Regions from separate parts of the Mus musculus genome. Here region 1 is linked to region 2. The links are chromatin contacts, called in public Hi-C maps. All regions are on one chromosome and are shown on one strand. Each heading gives the region's core, a stretch centred on a gene start, on an enhancer-like site or on the middle of the called end of the contact. The rest is flanking DNA. Distances are from core to core; before and after follow the strand shown.

Region 1 (4,040 bases), core at 526-3,025, 230 kb after region 2:
GACCAGAAGCTCTTCCGGAATACTTCCCTTCTTTGGAAGTTTGCATGGCACCTTCTGGTACCATGAAAGCTAGTCTTCATAGGTGAGGTTTTGAGGTCACCTCCAGCATAGGGGGTCTCTGGGCCCCATTTGATATATGATTTGATCATCGCAAACGTATGTGATGAACTAGTCACTCATTTTTTTACTTATAAATTTGGTTTCAGTCGTGTTGAGGTTTGGTCATTTGCTATGTATGATAATGCTAACTACTGGTCCTCAAGGCCTGGTTGTCTTCAGGGATGACAGAATTTGTAAATACACAAGTGCTGTCCCCCAAGTTATTCCCCATTGGTGAATAAAGATGCTTATAGTTGATAGATGGGCAGAAGAGAAATAGGCAGGGTTTTTGGGTTCCTGAGCTTGGAGTCAAAGGAGATCATGAGAGGGGAGAGAGGAAGGTAGAGAAAGGAGAGACTCCATGGGTTAGATGAGTTATGAATACATGGCCATGAGGGCTGGCTTTGAGTTAAGAGCTGCTCAGAGAGAACGTGGCAAATTATAATTTGGGATTATTGATGGAGAAATAGATTCTAATAGATTTCAAGGTAGATACCTACCCAAATCAAGTGCTGATTAAGGCTTATAAGTAAATATAAAGACTGTGTATCTTTTATCTGGGAATTAAGTGATCAAAGGCTGGATAGAAAACTCCATTTGAGATTAAATGATTTCTATAACACAGTAGCAATTTGTTTTAGATTCCTTAAGATGTGATTGACTCACCTGCATTCAGAAGCTCACAACCCAATGAAGAACATACAGATAATTACATAAAATATGCACTTAGTTAAGCAATTATGATAAAATGTGGTGGGCATTAATGGAGGAGCTGAGACATCACAATTAGTTGTTGAGTACTTTGCTCAAGGGAGCCAGAGAAGATTCATCAAACTGAAGACAAGTTAAAGGTAAGAAAGGAATCTGGCAAATATCCACTTAATGAGAAACCAGAAGCCGTGTGCTGGCATCACAGAGAAGTCTACTTCTATGGAAGACATATCACAAAAAATAATAATAAATAAGATAGAAAGTGATCAAGGAAGAGACTCAGTGTTGGTTTCTGCACCACACCTATAAAGTCATGGACACAGACACAGACATACAGACACAGATGCATAAACAAACACACAGACACAAAGACACACAGATACAGACACACAGAGAGACATAGACACCCAGACACAGACACCCAGATACACACACAGACATACAGACACATAGACACAGAAATAGATATACATACACAAACAAACAAACACACACACACCTACACAGACAGAGACACATACACACAAACACACACAGACACACATATATACATATACACATTCAGACATACCGACACTCACACAGACACACACACAGTCACACACACACACACACACACACACACAGACAAATACACAGATACAGAGACAGACACACACACACAGACATACAGACCCAGACATACACACAGACACATATACAGACACACACACACAAACATACAGACACATATACACATAGACACATGCATGTACACAGACAGACAGGCAGACAGGCAGACACACACACACACACTATTACCACTATGTGAATGAGGTTTGTTTTGGGTAAGATGCTCAGATTTGCATCTTATTTTCCCTGTTTCCCAGAAGGGAAACTTGACCTGACTCTTTTTACTCTAGCCATAGGGAAAGTCCGGAGGCAGCCAAGTTTATGCTGGACTGGAAATGAAATGTCAAATGTCAAGAGTCTACTTCCTGCTTGCTGTTTAATCATTAGACATAATTTTTGTCATGTGGAAAATGAGTTCATTATAATCAGACTGGAAATTCATGTACCTGAAAATCTTTAGAAGGGAACTCAGAGGGAAGAAACACTACTGGATAGCAGATACAAAACAATTCTTATCAGTTCAAATCTGTTTTACATTTCATTCCAGACTCTGTGAGTTAGCACCACAACAATGAACCTTTGTAAATTAATGAGGGTAACAGCAGGGAAAGAATCAATCAGCCACTCTTGTTCCTGAACCTTCCCCTTGGTAACAACCTAAAGTGAACCTTGGAGTCAAGACCTCAGACTAATAGCCTGCTTTTTTACCCTTTGAACAGAACAATTAAATAATCACATTCCTCTCAGCCCATTTCCTGAATGTATTAATTAGATTAAAGCACAACTTGTCAGCCTCTCCTGAGAGGAAAGGGTTTCTTGGATCTGGTTTCTCTTGCCCTCCAGCTTCCAATAAGCATGGACAGCTTTCAAGTAGGGGGGTCGGGGGGGGGGGGGAGGCTGGTACCTGGACAAGCAAACTGCTATTCTGTGCAGTTGCTATTCTTTCTCCTGGACTAGCTCACTCATTCCTTTCATCCTAACTCATCTACTATGGCATGTACATGTTTTGATTAGAATCCATTCTCCTAGAAGTTTATTTCTCTGAAAATACAGAAGCCATTTGGTAGCTCTGTGAGGCTGAATCTTGCCATCTCATCCATCTACACACCTGTCCACCCATCCATTTGCCCATCTATCCATCCATCCACCCACAACTTAAGACAGTGGTTCTGCAAGATCCTATCTGTGTGAGCAGATGCAAATTACTTAATCTTTCTGTATTTCTGCTTCTTTGTCTCCAAAATGGTGAAAGAAACAAGCTATACCTGTGTGGTTTCTGTGAGAGATCTTGAATTCATTGCTATGAAATGCTTCAACTACAATCTGGTAGGCATTTCCCAGTCCTAGGATTATAGGATTTCAAATATCAACATGGCTCTATTTCTGCCACAAAATGTTAAAACACCAAGCCAAAATGCTCACACACTAGATTAAATGAAGTGAGAGAGGCATGTGGCACCCTAAAAGTGCAGAAGGTGAAGAACTGGAGCCAGGCTCGGTACTGCCTGCCAAGACTTCTGCAAAAGCCTCTTGTCTGTGGAGGCCTCACCCTTCATTCAGCTAAGTGGCAAGTTCTGGAATTTCAACTTAAAATAGCAGTATCTACTACTGTACAATTCTGGTTTTTTCATTTTTTTCTGTCTATTACGTAACCTTACAATGCATCCATTAGTTAGCAATACACTCTATATTTTCCCTTTCATTTGATTATCGCAACTGTTTACAAGACCACCATAGACACTGCCGGAACAGGTTTCAGATACCGTTTTTGTTAGTTTGTTTGTTTGTTTGCTTGCTTGCTTGATTTTGCTGGGTATGGGATCAAACATTGTGCATGCTAGACAAGTAATCTACTATGAAGCTTCACCCATACACTTGGCATTTTGAGCAAGGTCTTCCCTGTGTAGCTCAATCTGGCCTAGAACTTGCTATTTGTCTAGGCTAGACCTCAAACTCATGCGTTCCTGCCTTAGACACCTGAATGCTCAACCACCATGCCCAGGCTGCAACCTGGGTTTCAAAGGCAGTGGTTATGTGATTGGAATTCTCAAACAAGGTTGAGAAACACTGGATATTTATCCATCTCTACTGAAGAATAAAAGCTCCTGAAAGCAAGGACATTCTCTAGTCACCTCCATTGATGACTAGCACTTGAAATGTAATTGATATTCAATTAATAGTTGGGTGAAGAAAGGAACAAACAATGGCTCTATCTTACTGGGTCCACAAGCCAAAAGGACTACTCTGTTTCCTACAAACCAACTCAATTTTCCTTAAAACTTTTTGGGATACATAATTTCAGAGGTAACAATGACAATGTGTTGATGTCAAAAGTCAAATTATTTGTATTTAACTTCAGAGATGGTAGAAAACACACACACACACACACACACACTGCTTTCCTGGAAAAGATACTTAAAAATGCTTTGTATGAGTCTGCACAGGTCAGCTAGCAGACTGGGGAGGGTGAGCGAGAGGACTGCATGAGTGACACAGCTTCTGGGACAGATCCCTTTTCGGGCTCCAGATCGAGGTACCTTCCCTACCAGAGGAGAGGTGTCTGCCCTGAAGGGCTCTGACTGCTGGAGCATGTAAGGGAACCATCTTGTGTCTCAGGT
Region 2 (3,450 bases), core at 690-3,189:
TACTGAAGTAATCAATTATGACAGAAGCACCTTGGAGAAGAAAGGTTCTCATTTCACGATGGCCAAGAAAGAAAGAGTGAGGAAGATGACCTGGGGTAGAATAGCTCCAACCTATAAGGACCCCTCTACACTTAGGCCCTATCTCTTAAAGTTCCTACCCCACAACATTAATGCTATAAGGTGGAGCCATAGCCTTGTACACATGAGAATGTGTGGGACATTACAGATGGAACAGCAGGTTTCTGTGCCTAACATAGGGGCAGCATAGTGGACACTTTGAGCCACTGCAAAGTAGGGAAGGGGTAAGAAAATACAGATGAGTTCAGATTCTTGCCCTGGAGTTATAATACCCAAATCTACTGAACTAGAGTGACAAGGTACAGCTTAATAAGAGAAGAAATATATGCTTTAGTTAACCAGCACATATTCATGGGAGCCTTGCAACGGTAGACATTGAACAATAGGCACATGGTTAAGGCTTAAATAACCCATGCAAAGGGAAAGAACTGGGCAGGGGTGGTCATCACACACTTTAGAGTGATTATAAATAATCTGTTAGGAGAAATGAATAGCTTGAGATATAGACTTGTGACAAAGTTCGTGAGAACTATAGGTGCTATGTTCTATTTTCAGTTTCTCCCTCTGTGATGGAAGTTGAGACTATTTTGAATCTATCATGAGTCAGAGGATGAAGAGAATCATGTTCCTGTCTGGCAGGTACAGACTTCATGGAGACAGGGCCCTTGGAGATGTTTGCAATGTTTCCTACTCCCAGATGCTCTCAGTGTGAGGTCTAGAAAGTGCCATATTTGGGGGGTACTTTTTTGTTTTTGTTTTTGTTTTGAGCCTCAACACTAAGTATGGAAGAGGCTAGTATACTTCTATAAGGAAGCAGACAATATGTACTTTCAAGGCTACAGGCCATGGTCCATCAGTTACCTCTGTCGTTCTACCACTAAAGCTGTTTAAGCACAGGTGTACAATCTGCAAGCAAATGAATGACTGTGGCTGTGCTCCAATGATGCTCTGTCTCTGAACAGTAAAGGTGAATCCCACATCACTTTTATGTGGTGTTAAACATCATTCTCCTTTCCCCAGTTACTTAAAAATACAAAAAACATTCTTCATTCAGGTTAGATATGAACAGGCAGTGGGTAGAATCCAACTCATAGACTAGAGTATGTCTGCCTTTTGTGTGGGACCCATAACTGAAGATTCTGCTTCATGGGGTAGAGACAACCCACAGTCACACTCAGGACCTAATCTTTCAGGATCCAGTCAAGAACTAATTCCTTGGGCAAAAAGGAACGGGGGCCTTGAAGTATTTTTTGCTTACTGAGACTCAAGCTGTCTTGTTGTAGACTTTATCTTGTTAACATCCCCAAAGTCTCTGAGAAGCATCAGTGCTGATCTCCGCATGGCCCTGGTGGGGACAGAGTGACATGGTTTCTGCCCCTGGAACAGAGGCCCAGTGTGAGCCTCCAAGAGTGTAGATGGCTTCTGAGGAACTAAGGCTTGTTTGTGTAATAATGTACATATTTTCACATCCCCCCCAGGAATGTCCACTCTGTTAAGATTAATGATTCCATGATAATCTGACAAAGCAGGAGTCTAGGAGTCAAGGGTGTGGCTAATGTCTTAGCAAACTGGTAAAAAAAAAAAAAAAAAAAAGGACCTTGAGAACAGCCCTTGAGGCTATGGGAAAGTGCTCTAAATACATGAGGTCAAAATGTATAATGTTTCTGCTATGCACAATATAAGGATGCAATTATGAATTATGAGGGGCTTCATGAATCTAAAGGAACAAAGGCCTGCATACTGTGAGCTAGCTTGTCAAAAAGTTACAAAGAAGGCAGATGCCCTAGATCAAGGTTAGCCTTGGACAGAGCAAGGTTAGGCCAGGGTGTAATAGAAATGGTAATTTCAGGGTAGGGTCCCACCCAACTAGTTTATCAATTGTGTTTAACAAAGGAGGGCAGCTCTTTGAATTCTTTTGCGCTGTCAAGGGAAAAAAGGTATGCTTTCAGTCTCTTAATTGGATTGATATGTAAAATAAAAGACATTAGACCTGTGCTTTGAAGGAGATGAGTTATCCAGAGAATTTTTTAGGATAAAAAGAGAAACCTGCTTGGAGAACAGAGACAGACAGACAGACAGACAGACACACACACACACAAGCAAGTAGGACATGGTCATAAGTCTCTTAGAATGGCAAGTAGGACATGGGTAGAGAGATTTCATATAGTAGCAAGCATGTAGAATATAGACAGAGAAATTCCAGAGAGAAAGCAGAACATAGAGAGAAACAGACTGGAAAAACTGTATCAAGCAGAACACAGGTTATCAGCTGGGATCCATGACTTGACTTCAAGTCATTCTTTTTGCTACTCCCAGAACCCCTTCTCTCAGAACTCCTCTCCTCACCATGCTGACTCTACTCCCTGGCACATCAGCAGTGCCTACTGCTTATCCAAGGGCGTGAAGGGCCACTACCATTGCTTGTCCACCATAATTGCCATGGCTGACACTTCTGTAACAAAAACCAGGCAAGTCAGAGAAAAGCATAGCTAATGTAGTTAATCAAAATGTTATGGGACACAGAAGCCTTCAGAAATGAATCCCAAATAAACCAGGGGGGAGTGTGTGTTTTTATGCTTGTTTGATGGAGAATGGACAGCTGTGCAGAAGTATAGCTGGATTGAAGGCTCTGACTTAAAGCAACAGACTGGTAGAGATGGGAGACTAGTCTGTTGAGATTCCTTTTGGTCTTTGTCGCATTCCTCTCTCCAGGTATGTGGCAAAGCCCCTCTGGGATGAAGGTCTTATAACCTATTATTATATAAGTTCCCTGGGGGACTTTCTTGACAGCAAGCACCTACAAAAAAAAAAAAAAAACATCAGGGGAAGATTAAGATTATATTCTAGATTGTCACTTCAGGAGAGGAAGAGAAGCAAGAGAAACAGGATAGGGAGGGTCTGAGCCTCCATACAACATCCTCCAATTTGATATCCTCAGTAAAACAAAGTACCACACTTTGGGGCACTGCTTTCTGGGCCTTAACACTTACAATTCAGTCAAGGAAGCCTAATTTATTATTTTAATTTTTCAGAAGAACATCCCAACCTGTAGATAATTGCCCATGAGCCTGTATAGACCAACTCCAAATCTCTGCTCATAGCAACAATTTTCCCAGCATGTTCAAAATGTAAGCCAGGCAGGTCTGACTGAATTAGTGATTAGTTTTGAAGCTAAAGGAATGACATCAGTGGATCTCATATATCCATTTCTATTAGGTAATGTTGTCAGTTTTATTGGATTAAGGAAGGAACAGGACATCAGTTAGTCATTCTTTGAGTTCATTTGTAAGGGTATTTCCAGCTAGATTAGCTGATAGAAGAATCATCATAAATATGCTTGGTTCCACCCAAGGATGTGGGATCCCAGACTGA

Evidence for each region. Hi-C and Micro-C count contacts between places; a contact is called where the count stands out from the background.
Region 1: a Hi-C map of the N1E-115 cell line shows a contact between it and region 2, with 2.2 times the contacts expected there. The contact joins two enhancer-like sites. A contact is called at or near these places in 1 of 484 Hi-C or Micro-C datasets (the N1E-115 cell line) and 2 of 115 datasets of contacts at active chromatin or transcription factors (embryonic fibroblasts and embryonic stem cells).

Annotation. Positions count from the first base shown.
Region 1 is chr15:63,192,301-63,196,340 of GRCm38.p6, forward strand. No RefSeq gene overlaps it. Among named protein-coding and RNA genes, the nearest start is that of Gm30159, 49 kb to the left of the region's middle. RefSeq lists an enhancer at 1,637-2,488. Within about 2 kb of position 1,776, at least 20 of the 459 cell types and tissues checked have an H3K27ac peak or open chromatin away from gene starts, as enhancers often do. A contact at or near this core is called in the N1E-115 cell line, where this site is marked.
Region 2 is chr15:62,957,167-62,960,616 of GRCm38.p6, forward strand. Gm30113 (a long non-coding RNA gene) reads left to right here. Exons shown (of 3, transcript XR_384131.2): 3 at 634-706. Among named protein-coding and RNA genes, the nearest start is that of Gm30113, 4.7 kb to the left of the region's middle. Within about 2 kb of position 1,940, at least 10 of the 459 cell types and tissues checked have an H3K27ac peak or open chromatin away from gene starts, as enhancers often do. A contact at or near this core is called in the N1E-115 cell line, where this site is marked.